2 separate regions of the Gossypium raimondii genome follow, and region 2 is linked to region 1. The links are chromatin contacts, called in public Hi-C maps. All regions are on one chromosome and are shown on one strand. Each heading gives the region's core, a stretch centred on a gene start, on an enhancer-like site or on the middle of the called end of the contact. The rest is flanking DNA. Distances are from core to core; before and after follow the strand shown. Region 1 holds the start of LOC105777284 (methylenetetrahydrofolate reductase 2). Region 2 holds the start of LOC105778078 (3'-5' exonuclease).

Region 1 (6,491 bases), core at 1,043-3,542:
TTTCTAAAATAAGTGAAGAACAAAAATATGTAGTTTAAGAGTTCTTATTAACCCTGCAAGTGTTCAATTTGAAGGAGGAAGAAATCTTGAACTACATACTAGTTCAAGAATTTTCCTTTCTAAATTTCAAAGTTAAAGAAGTAAATGCTATTCCATAATCACCTCTACATGCCAAAATAATGATATAATATGGGATAACAAAAACCAACCATTAGGATAGCTAATGCAGATTTCTCCATGTTTAATGTATAAAGGTGCAATGTCTTAATCCCATGAGCTAAAATCTTGCGGCACATTTCTGTTCCAAGGTGAACTCCATAGGCTTTGACAGCTTCTTCGTTGTCCTTGATAGCCTCTAAGGCAGCAGTAATCTCAGCTGGTATCTACAATGAGCCATGCAGGTGTTACATTTTAAAAATGTTAACAGAAATTGCCACCAAAAATAGCTTTTGTGGCCACTCTTTATAAGCAGTTGTAATAATCAGTTGCCAAGAAAAAACAAGCAAAGAGTGCATCAGAATGAAGTGGGATGCACTTCCAAATTAGAGGCCTTCAGAATCTTGTATCTTTTAGCCTTTTGAGAAGAATGATGCTGCTTTCATTTCCTTTATGCAAAAACATCCAACTAGTACATGCACTATTTGAATAAATTTTACTAAATTGATACTATTTAATGCTCAAAAATATCATGTTATACCGCATACCTTAGTTTTGCAAAAGCCAGTCATTCGCAAGAAACCCTTGTAGTTATTAATGGGCATAATACCCGGCACGATAGGACAGTTAATTCCAATTTGGCGACAGTCATTGACAAATTTGATAAAGATATCAGTATCATAAAACAGTTGAGTAACAATCAGATCAGCTCCTGCATCAACCTATGTAGTAAAGAAGATTTTAGCACAAAAATTAACCAATATAAATTAGAATTAAGACAATATTTTCAAATCAAGTAATGAGTTAAAGAGTAAAACCTTTCTCTTTAAGTAAGCAAGATCATTCTGATAAGCTTCAGGTGTGGCTACACCATCATTTCCTATGGCATCGGGATGTGCCTCTGAGCAAAGAAAGCAAACTATTAATAATCAAAAGCCACATGAACAAGCCTCTTATATATGTATATATGTCTATGAAAAGCACCTGGATAACCGGCAACTGTGATGCCAAAGTAGTCACCATATTTAGATCTGATATGTTTCACCTAGAATAGGAATTAAAAGTTGGTAACATATGTATATTAAGAAATAAAAACAGGGCAGAATGAGCAATGGCTTTACCAGATCAAGGGCACAGGAGAAGCCGCCTTCGACCTGGACAAACTTGTCCTGGCCGTGAGGGGGGTCACCTCGGAGGGCAAGAACATTCTGAATGCCGTTGGACTTGATGGTCTGAAGAGCATGGTCAATCTTCTCTACGGGCATATTGGTGCAAGTGAGGTGCATCATCGTCTCCACACAGATGATATTCTGCATCTTGTTAGCAATGTCGAGAGTGAGATCAGCAGTGGAACCACCTGCACCCCATGTAATGTCACAGAAGGACGGGTTATGAGCAACCATACGATCCATTCTGTCGAACAGGTTGTCTACTCCATCCTCAGTCTTTGGAGGGAAGAACTCAAAGGAAAACACCACTTTCCCTTCTTGCAAAGATTGGATCTTCTCTATCACCTTCATCTTTAATTGGATCTTGAACTCTCAGTGTCACCAACACCAACTTCTGCAAGAATTCAATATGAAACTGAGGTGTTTGAAGAGATAAAACAAGAAAAGAACAACAGAAAGTCGCAACAAAACAAACCCAAACCCGAATCTGAATCTAAAAGAATTAACTGATGGTTCAGAGCAAAAACGATCACTTTGAACATCATAGAAGAAGATAAACATGGGCAATCTTGAAATCAATCCTTTCAAAGTAAATCGTATAGGATAAAGCATGAATGATAAACTAAAAGTCAAAGATCAGATGAGCTAAAATTATAGTAAGCGGTCTACTGTTAAGTAATACATTGTGAAGAATCAACAAGGCACTAAACAAAGACTGAAAGTCCAAATCTAACATATGTTGTAGTACATTGTCCCAAATTCATGGAAACACAAAAATATCCCAGAAAAATAGGAAAAAGAGACTCACAAATGGGTTTGTGGTTGGTAAAGAGAGAGATGGGAGGTGGAGGCATTGCAATGGGAGTATTTGTATTTGAGAGAGGAACGGAACGGATCGGGGTTGGTGTCTTTTGAAATGACTCTGTTGCCCACTCAACAACCCAATGGCCTTATCCCATTCTCAATTCAGTAATTGCCCATTAATGGTCAATTCCATACGGTTTAATTATTATGCCCCTGCTCTTTTGCACTTTTTTTTAATTTAGTACAACCAATCTCTTTAATTTGAAAATATATAATAAATTTAAATTTAACGACTTTGATTTTTAAATGAGAGATTAAATTTTTTAAATTAAAAAAAGTAGAAAAGTAGAGGGAGTGAGAGGAAATTAGACCATAAGGTACAATACGGTTGTCGTATGTATTGCTTACCAACCACAAACAGCGTCAGCTTGGAATGAATCACAAAATTGGCGGTTGTATTTTCGCTTTCTTACCAAAACTCACTATTATTTTATTGTTTTAGTTTCATCCCTCTTTTTAGTTCGTACACTGAATCAGCTTTTTACCTTTTCATTATTCTTTTTTTGGCCGAATTTAATAAAAAATACCATTTTTAAAAAAGTTATTTTTTAACACGTCTTATCTTTTGGTGGTTTTGTTTTTAAGTTTCACATCTTTTTTCCTCACATTTATATTTTTAATTTATTTGTTTCAGGCTTTATTTTTATTTTTAATTACTATTTTAATATATTAATACTTCAATTAGATGGTTAATTAACAGTGATTTTATGCTTGAATGTCAAATTTGATTCCTCTTCTTAGTGCATTTGTATTTTTATTTTATATTGTTTCAAGCTTTTTTTAATTTAATATTTTAATTAATAAATATATTATTTTCAAGTTTTTTATTTTAATTTATAAAATTAAATAATTATTATCAGTTATATAATAAAATATATTTTTGATAAAATTGATATTTTATCAAAATGTTAAATATATCTTATTTTGTAAAAACATCAACTAATTCTTTTGATATATTTTTTATACATATAATATTTATTAATTAAAAATAAAGTTTTCAAGGACAAAATCACAATTAATTAACCTCTAACTACAGAAAACTAGTTGCATAAGTTTTAGCATATAATTCGAATATAAATAACTGTATCATCAAATCTACTAGCTCTAGGAACATGATTATGGAAAGATTTTGATGCGAGAGCCTAGTAACCAGCATCCCTACCGAAACTATCACCACCACGGAAACCACCATTACCACCATAAGCTCGAGGGCCGCCACTAGGTCTTTCATTGGCATAACTTACTCGAATATTTCGGCCATTGAGTTCCTGTAATTTCAGTACCACAAAATAATCAAATACCAGATTCACCAGAAACATGTTTCATATAACAATGTCTTTTTTCCCTCACCTGACCATCCATGGCTGACAAGGCATTGCTGGCAGATTCATCATCAGCAAAGTTTACAAAACCGAAACCCCTAGACCTCCCAGTGTCTCTATCGATGATAATCTTAGCTGACCAACATAAATCAGAGAATGAGAACGTGAATAGAAGCAAGTGTTATAAATCTGTAATAGATACCATCATTCGTAAACGACATGAAAAAAACGCAAAGTTCACTGGCCAAAATCATTAACCAAGTAGACAAGCAACCCGGTTATAGTTTCAATTAAAACACAATGCTACATGCTCACCAGCAGTCATCATCATTCAACTTCTGCCATGAGGAATCTCTAGAGATAAACTAGTAACCATTTCGAGAATGGACAACTCCTATGAATAGAGCCTAGACATGCGAACCATGCATTATGCATCCAAAACAGACAATAAATGAACAACAGCAAACACCTACGAAACACATTAAAATTCCTAGTCACAGTTTGTGCGCTATTACAAGTAACCCGTGCCCGAGGGAAGATAGAACAAAAGAACCCCATTCATCTGCTTGACAATAAAAGGAAGCTACTATTTATATACTAGACTACAATAGTCAAACTTATAAGAATACCAAAAACATAATATCATCAGCATTAGTGATACAACTCACCTTCTGTCACATCACCAAACCCGGAAAATGCTTCCTTGAGAGTTTGATCATCAGTTCCATATGAAAGGCCTAAGAAGCATAGATTCAAGTCAAATACACAATATAAATGATATCTGCATCTAATCTTCAGCCAAGAATCCAATGTGTCAATACCTCCAATAAAAAGCTTTTTGGTTGATGTGGACATGCAGTGAATAGAGCTAAGAATGGATGTAGCTGGGATTTGCCCATTTAACCTCAGAAGGCTTCCAAGTTTGCTAGAAAATGCCATAATATGCTAATGTAACGTTTTTTTTTTTTTTCACAGCACCAGCAACAAGAAGCGCAAACATAAACAAATGTCATGTTAGTAGCAAGAAAAACAAAACACCACATTGCAAATCCCAAAAATAAATCCTATTAGATTATAGCTGAATGGGTTTAACATGTAAATCAATCTCACAAATATGTCCATAATATACCTACAAAGAACATACAAGATCAATGTAATTCAGCGAAACAGGATGAAGATACAATGCACACGCGCACACACACACACACACAAAAAGACAAGATCACTGTAAAGAAGTTCAGTGAAGGCCAATACGAGTAGCAGAAGAGAAATTAAAATAATCCCAGTCGTTCAATATGAGAGCCAATACATTTTACGCCATCATTGCATTAAATTAAGAATTCAAGGTTATGATTGAATTTATAACTTTTTTATTCATAATAAACAGCTTTACGTAGATATTTATTCCTTCTTCAAAAAGAAAGGCTTAAACTTCCCAGTTATTGAAGTAGTAAAAACAAAAGAAAATAAAACATGTTTCATATATCCCATGAACAAGAAAACTATGACACAAAAAAAAAAAGAAAAAAGAAAAAAACCCAAAAAGAGAGGACTGCTACAAAAACATTAAAAAGAATCAAAAAAGAAAAACCCTAAATAAAATTAACAAAACAAGATAAATTAACCCGAAAAAGAATCAGAAAATTCATCATCTAAACTTCAAATTGATGCCAAGAATGAAACCCACAAGAGCTATAAAGCAAAATTACCTTTAAGAAGAGAAAAAGGACAAAGAAATTTGTGAGAGAAACAGCAAGAAACGAATGAAGCTGCTAGGGTTTAAGAGCTTTGAGCCACAATGGAGAAAAATATAATCTCTTGCATCGTTTAATAAAAGGGAGGTTTAAGGAGTTTTGCTTAGATACGGTGTGGGTGCATTGTAATCCTTTCCTATTTTGTGCTTTGATTGATTGTACCAGTGCGATAATTTGGTCGAGCGTTGGTCTTCAGTGGCAAAACGTACATTATGTAATGCGTAAAATTGAGGAACCGTAGAGAAAAAGACCGTACGTGGGTGAGGCTATTCCTTTTCTGTTATTGGTCGGCGGTATGATCAGTCCACGTCAGCAAAAATATCTTGAAATTGGGTTGGGCTCTAAACCTGGTTATTGCGGATAAATACTGTTGGTTGGGTTTTTTTATATTAAAAATAGAATAAATTGAATTTATCACTTAAATCCAACTTAAGAAGTAAAATCCAATCAATTGAATTGAAAATTTTTAATTCGATTTTTTGGTTTTTAATATGGATTTTTTTAATTCAAGTATTTATAATTTTATTTCTTTTACTTTTTACATAATTGTCTTTTTCTTCAATTTACTACGTTGCATCACTTTTACTTTTATTTTTTAAATTAATTATTAAAATAATTTTTCATGAACTCAAAAATTATTTATTTTCTTATTTCTTTTACATGGCCAACACATCATTACTTTGATATATGAAATTTATAATAAAAAATAAGATGAATATCATAAAAACAATCGAATGTATGAAATTTATGAATATTTATAATTTAACTTTTAGAACTTTATACATATAAAAAGTGATAAAAGATTTCCCGGAATATGCAATTTCAAATTATTGTACATATAAATTTCATAAAATTAAATGATAATTTTTATTTTCTTGCATATAAATATTAAAATTGAATTAGCTGAATGATAAAAATTAAAACGAATATCATAACAAAAAAATTAACTTATCAATTTGGATTTTAAATATTAATGGTATTAGGTTTAATGAGTTTAGGTTTTAAGAGCATTAAATTTTAATGTGATTTGAATTTAAAGTTTAAATTTGGACTTGGGTATATAAATGGTTATAGGCTTATGGCATTAGTCGGTTTATTCAATTTAAAATGTCAAAACTAAAAATCAATCAAATGAATCAATTAAATTCAACATGAAAATTGATTGAATTAAAAAAAAATTGGTTCGGTATTTTTTTTTTTGGCACACTCCTAATTAGAGGTGATCA
Region 2 (6,491 bases), core at 2,300-4,799, 210 kb before region 1:
TTCTTCAAAACTCTTTAATATAACACTTTTAAATACCCATAAACACCTCAAATTCATCATCTAATAACTAAAATCATATGAACTCATCAATTGTAACTTCCAAAATTTTCAATAAAATCAAAACTAAGGTAAATGTTAATTGGACCTAATTGTAACAATCACAAAAACATAAAATTTTAAGAAACGAATCAGATTTGACTTACATGAAGAAAAATTGAAAAACCAACTTAAAAACCTCTTCAATGATTGTTTTTAGAACTGAAAATGATGAAGAAATATCTAGAATTCTTTAATTTTCATTTATTTCTTTAAATTTGACAAAATTTCTAATTTTGCCCTTATTTCACACTATTTTTGTCATCTTTTTAAGCCCATGCCGCCCCAGCTAAATACTTTTGACATATTTATGCCTAAAGTCCTTCCTTATTTACCATTTGAACTATTTAATCACTATTTCTTTTAATTAACAAGTTTTGCACCTTTTTCAATCTAGTCCTTTTTAACAAATTAGACATGTAATCAATGAAATTTCTTAACGAAATTTTCATACAACATTCCTATCATACCATAGGCTATAAAATAATATTAAAATAAATTTTCCTCCAACCTCGAATTTGTGGTCCCGAAACTACTGTTCTGATGTCATTGAAAATAGGCTATTACAATCAATGTGAAGTCTATAATGCCACTAAGTCAATAAACATAATTTCCGAATAACAATATGTAGATATGCCAAAATCTTCAAATGCCCAAAAATCTATTAATAGCAAGCTTTGAGAGTGGATCTTATTTTCCAGGTATACAACAGGTACATAACCAATGACTTTTCATACATAAATTTTCTCTCTTGTAAGTTCTTATAAGTAATATTTTACCAAGTAATTTTAATTGAGAACTTATTCTGAATACTGTAGAGTTATACTCACAGTTTTAAAAAAACTTGTAACTTTAAGTGCATCCAACCATAATAAGCTTTAGATAGAATTATCATATTCTTTGCTCATAAGTAATTTTTCACAAGAAAATATTTTGCTTTCAATCCTTTAATGGGGATGATGACAAAAGAATATCACAAATATTATAAAATAAATATAAATTAATAACCCAATCTAGTTTTTATTCATATGAAATATAATATTTTCTCATTCACAATCTCAATATGAGATCCATTACAAATATCTTTTAAAAGTAATGCATTAAATCACAACTTTTTACTTTTTAGATATTGATATATTAGCTTTTCTAGAGCTTTCAACTAATGTTGTACTATCAAATATTGAAATAATATTTGGTTGCTTTAGTACCAAATAAGATAAATATTTTCTATCTATAATGATAAAATTCATTACTACATTTTCATATCATTTCTCAAAGAATATTAATAGAAATAAAATATTTGGGCATACGCCACATATGTGGCCAATAATATTTCATATCACATTGATAATGAAGTTATCTTTACCCTTTGAAGAGTTATCTTGAGAACTCTCATTGTTCTCTTATTTATTACTATGTTTCCACTTTTAGTGGTCTATACTTATATCTTTTATTTTCTTTATGTTTACATTCACTTGGGAATGTAACAAATCTAGTAGGATGGACTTATAAACATCCCAATAGATTCTTTTTTCATAATCACTATCGCAAACATGCGTGAGATTTCAAATCAAAATCTATCTATTCATGTTGTCATGATTATTTTCCAACTATAATAAACATAACATAATAAATAAAACATAGTAAAATATACCAAGATCTTTATCATCATTGTCATCACCTTGACTATAATCACGAGCACTATTACAATTAGTAAAACAACTTTATTTTCAGTAGTAACATTTATAATCTAATTGTAAAAATCATATAATAAACAATCAAAATTTTCGTAACGATGCTTGAAAATTATCCGATACACATTGTACCAAATTTCAATATCACATATATATTATAAAATATTATGTTGCTCTAATTAAATATTTATAAATTCAATTTAAAAGATATCATACAATCATTCAACATTAGCAAATTAATAAGACTAAATAAATCCTATCAAATTTCCTTTAATCAACAATGGTAGGTTAATAACACTTTCCACCATAATTAAAATTTCAAGAATATTTAATAACAAGAATTTAATAATCAAAACATCTAAATATAATGCATAATATAACTTAATTAAAAAACACTTCAAAAGAGTTATTTACCAAAATTAATAATAGAGAAACATACCATATTAATAACAAACATATCTAATTAACAATTATGTCTTTTACATAAAAAAAACCTAGAAAGGCAAAAATCAAATACCATCGAATGTAAAATTTATGTCAAATAAAAATTAATAGTAGTCATACCTTAATTAAAAAAAAACATATGGTCGAAATATAAAAGTTTCTTACCAAATCTATACTTTAACCATGCTTGTACAATAAATCAAAGATCGGGAATAAAAACCATAATCCATTCTGAGATTGAATCTTTCAACATCCCGAAGATGAATTTGTAAGGGTGAAAGTTTAAGGTGAAAAAGAATTTGATTTGTAGGATGACTTCGAAAGATTTTGAAAAAATATAGAGAATCATTGTGCTGATAACGTATTATAAACTAAAGAGAGATGGAGAGAATAAAGAACAAAGAAAATATGCAAGCAACAGAGAATGTATTTTATTAATCAAAAGGATGATTACAATGCTTTATCAGAATCTTTATTTATAGACATAAGAAGTATAAAAGAAGTAGAGATCTAATTCTAATAACTATTAAAATTTAAAGCATATCAAAACTTTATCTTGATCATAATGGACATCCACTTAATAAGATATTTATAACAATGTTTAAATTTTAATGTAAATTAGAATTAAAATTTGGTAGAAGATCGGTTAAGCAGAATTAGGAGTTTGTAAAAATATTTTCTATATTAAAATATAAAAAATCTCTAATTCTTAGGTTATTTTCCATGTTATAACTCTATTTATATACATAAAATTAGAAATACTAAATGTTTATTTATTAAAATATTTATATATTTTATTTAAATTTTAATGCTGGGAACAACATATGGCATAAGATATTCTGTTAAGTAGAATTAAGAGTGTGTAAAAGTTTTTCCAAATTAAATTTTAATTATATTAAATATTTTTATATTCAGAAGATAAAATTAATATCTACTTTCATGTTATAACTCAATTTTATGTAATTAAAATGATCACTATATTATGTTATTTAAAAAAAAGATAATATATTAAATAAATTTTATAATTTAGATTTAGTATTTATGTTTTTAAAATTTAATTTTTTCACTTGATTTTTCAATTTATCAAACAATACCTAGTTGCAATGTAATATAGGAAGAACAAATTTTGGAGAAAATATAAGATTTGATTTCTTATTAACAAAAATATTTTTAGAGAAATTTTGGAGAAACAAAAAGTTTGTCAGGATTTTTATTTAGAATATTAATATAGAAAGTATATTGTGCGAATTGGACTGGGATGGGCTCAAGTCCTGGCAAAAACTTTTCGAAATCGGCCCATCGACTACTCTACCAGACGCCATTAACAAAATTTGAACGTTAAGCTCTCTTTCCCTCTAATTCCGCCCCTCACTTCCATTTCAGATATAGAAATGGAATTCAAAGAAAACAATAGTTTCAGTTTGGATTGGGACGACCGTTTCACTGAAGACGTGATCCGACTAATGGATGCCATTGAAGCCACTCCTCCTCCTCCTCCTTCATCTTCTAGCAAGAAACGCAAGTCCGCCGTCCATCATCAAGATAACCTCAAAACCGGCCGCCAATTGCCTCATTCTATTCTCTCACCCCCGCCTTCTTTTCCGTCTTCCTTCGCTCGTTGTCAATGTATTTCCTATCCCTTACTTTACCCGTTTTTTAATTAAAATAAATGAACTAATAGTAAACCCTTTGATTTTTCTGATTGGCAGCTAATACAAGGCTTAGATATCCGCCGTTGAGATTTGGAGGTCATATTTTGTATAGCTTTACGGAAGATGAGGTAGAAAATGCTGCAATGGAGCTATTAAAAATTGTTGAAATTAAGAAGAAAGAAATGGGTCAAGTTGCTTTAGGGTTTGATATTGAGTGGAAGCCCTCTTTCCAAAAAGGTTTGCTTCCTTTACCCTCCTTGTATTGTTACATTCATTTCATATAATCCTTTCTGTTTGTTTCCTAAGAAAAAAAAGTGTGAAAACAAATAAATGTGAAAATTTCTTAAGTTAATATGAAACCTCCCTAAGGTATCTTTGATCATTATTTTAAAGAATTGAGACTTAAAGTTGGAATTTTTTTCAAATTGCATGATTTCTAGATGGAATACTTATGCTAGAATTGGCATTGTGTTTTTTTTTTTTTTGTAGTTTTAATTTTTTTTTTTTGATGTTTAGTGGTTCTGATATGCCACATTTTGAAACAAAATATATATCTCTTGTGTTTGGTGTTGTCCTCTTCCTTTCTTCCATAAAGCAGCATTGCTATAATTTCTTTTAAAGCAGAAACTAAGCACTCTTTACCTATATTACTCGGCCTTAGGTGTGAGTGCCGGATATGGGTAAGTTCCCAACACAGATATATTCAATTTTTTCCTATGTTTTTAATGTATTTGGAGATCCTCGAATGGTAATATCCCATACTCCTGTCCAAATATGCGTTGGATACAGGTACTGTAGTAAAATAAAGAGTCAAAGCAATATAGCTCTTTAATCCATGTTTCATGAGTTGCTGTTGCCATTACCGATCATTTCCTTTTAATTGAAATACTCTTAACTGTGATAACCTAAATGGTTGTATGCTTTCAAACCGTTATTTATATTCATGTTTTTCCCTTATCTTGTCTACTTTCTGGTAGAAGTGGTCTATTTAGATCATTCTCAGATTGCATTTAGTATAGCATTGAAACATGCACATATTGAATTTGTACTAGTACACAGAATTCATGGCTAAATATACTGATTTGGTTGACCACCTCTACTAACATGTCACTTGTCTATCTGGTTTCTGTATTGCCCTCTTGAACTTTCATGAAAAGTAGTATCTGTTTGGTACTATAGACATTGGCTTGTGTGGACTCTGGTATTGATATCCAACACTTGTATGTGTCTGCATGCTTGGTTTTTCTTTTTAAGTCTTGGAATTGGCTTAAAAGGATCTAAAAGTTAGATAAAAGTATGTGGATGCATATTTTAACAATGTCTTAAATAAAGATACATAAATGAAAATAATGCAATACCAAATATAATGAGTATTTGTAATTTACTTTTATATTAATAATTAAAATACATTTTATTGGTGAACCATAGAAAGGACGGACCACCACCCTTCATCATCCAACTAAAACAATTACAAGTTGTATCCACATTTGTGGTGAAGTATAAAACACATATTATGTGCCGTATCATATTGATGAAGTGGCAATCTTTATTGAAAATTCCATGGAATGTACTTAAGGGAAATGGGGATGACTTTCAGGGACTTTGCAGATTAGAACACGATAACAGAGGACTAATTACTTGCTAACATTTCAATCTAAGGGTGAGTTTGGATGGGCGGTGTGTTTACCTGCGGTTAGTGTAAAAATGACGGTGACAGTGAGATTAAATACTGTAGCGATATTGTATCGTGAGACAAAAAGTAAGCTAAACACACCGCACGGCACCCAATCGCCCATCCAAACCCACCCTAAGTGTTACAAACACATCTTTAGAACCTCTTCCTGCATCGTGTTGGGTGGATGGATTTGGTTAAAATGCTGCCTAGTTTGGGAATAAAAACTACGGTTGCATCCTTGCATCCCATTCAATTATATGTATAAGAACGAAACTTTATACTCATTTTTATGCTTTTGCAAAGGGGACAAGGAGTTTGCTTATAATTGCATTATACAATACTGCATGGATAAATGTTTATCTTTGGAATTTTGACACTGCAGGAATTTTGCCTGGGAAGGCTGCGGTGATGCAGATATGTTGTGACAGTCAGTATTGTTATGTGATGCATATTTTTCATTCTGGAATACCTCAAAGTCTGCAGGTTCTTCTTGAGGACTCCAAAATTATAAAAGTAATATCTTTACATTTAATCTGTTAATTGGCAACCTAAACTCCTGAATTTCTGATCAGGTTTATATACATTTTCGAAATAATGCTTGTGAATGAACAGGTTGGAGTTGCAATTGATGGCGATGCTGTCAAGGTGTTCAGTGACTATAAAGTATCTGTTAATGCTTTGGAAGATCTTTCAGATCTAGCAAATCAAAAGTTTGATAGTGATTGCCGACACTGGAGTCTTGCTGCTCTGACAGAGGAGTTTATTTGCAAAGAGGTATCCATATAATTCTTCTATTTGAAAGCCTGGAGAAGACTGAAGCAGTCTTTCATCTTATGTACTCGTAATATGATATTAGTTCTCATTCGGTAAATAGTACTAGCTTTTCAGATTCCACCATGATATTTTGTTTTGGTTTCACTTTGAGCAGAG

Evidence for each region. A called contact is a pair of places that touch in the nucleus more often than the background predicts.
Region 2: a contact with region 1 is called in a Hi-C map of leaf, with 5 times the contacts expected there. The contact joins the promoter of LOC105778078 here to the promoter of LOC105777284 in region 1. A contact is called at or near these places in 2 of 2 Hi-C or Micro-C datasets (both in leaf).

Annotation. Positions count from the first base shown.
Region 1 is chr10:26,399,522-26,406,012 of ASM2569854v1, reverse strand. LOC105777284 (methylenetetrahydrofolate reductase 2) reads right to left here and starts at 2,292. Exons shown (of 12, transcript XM_012600458.2): 1 at 2,134-2,292; 2 at 1,278-1,719; 3 at 1,141-1,201; 4 at 975-1,057; 5 at 705-878; 6 at 210-383. The coding sequence starts at 1,676. LOC105778252 (glycine-rich RNA-binding protein 2, mitochondrial) reads right to left here and starts at 5,389. Exons shown (of 5, transcript XM_012601917.2): 1 at 5,221-5,389; 2 at 4,333-4,456; 3 at 4,180-4,248; 4 at 3,540-3,646; 5 at 3,184-3,457. The coding sequence starts at 4,450. The coding sequence ends at 3,332.
Region 2 is chr10:26,613,919-26,620,409 of ASM2569854v1, reverse strand. LOC105778078 (3'-5' exonuclease) reads left to right here and starts at 3,549. Exons shown (of 6, transcript XM_052621833.1): 1 at 3,549-3,860; 2 at 3,944-4,123; 3 at 5,944-6,044; 4 at 6,174-6,335. The coding sequence starts at 3,626.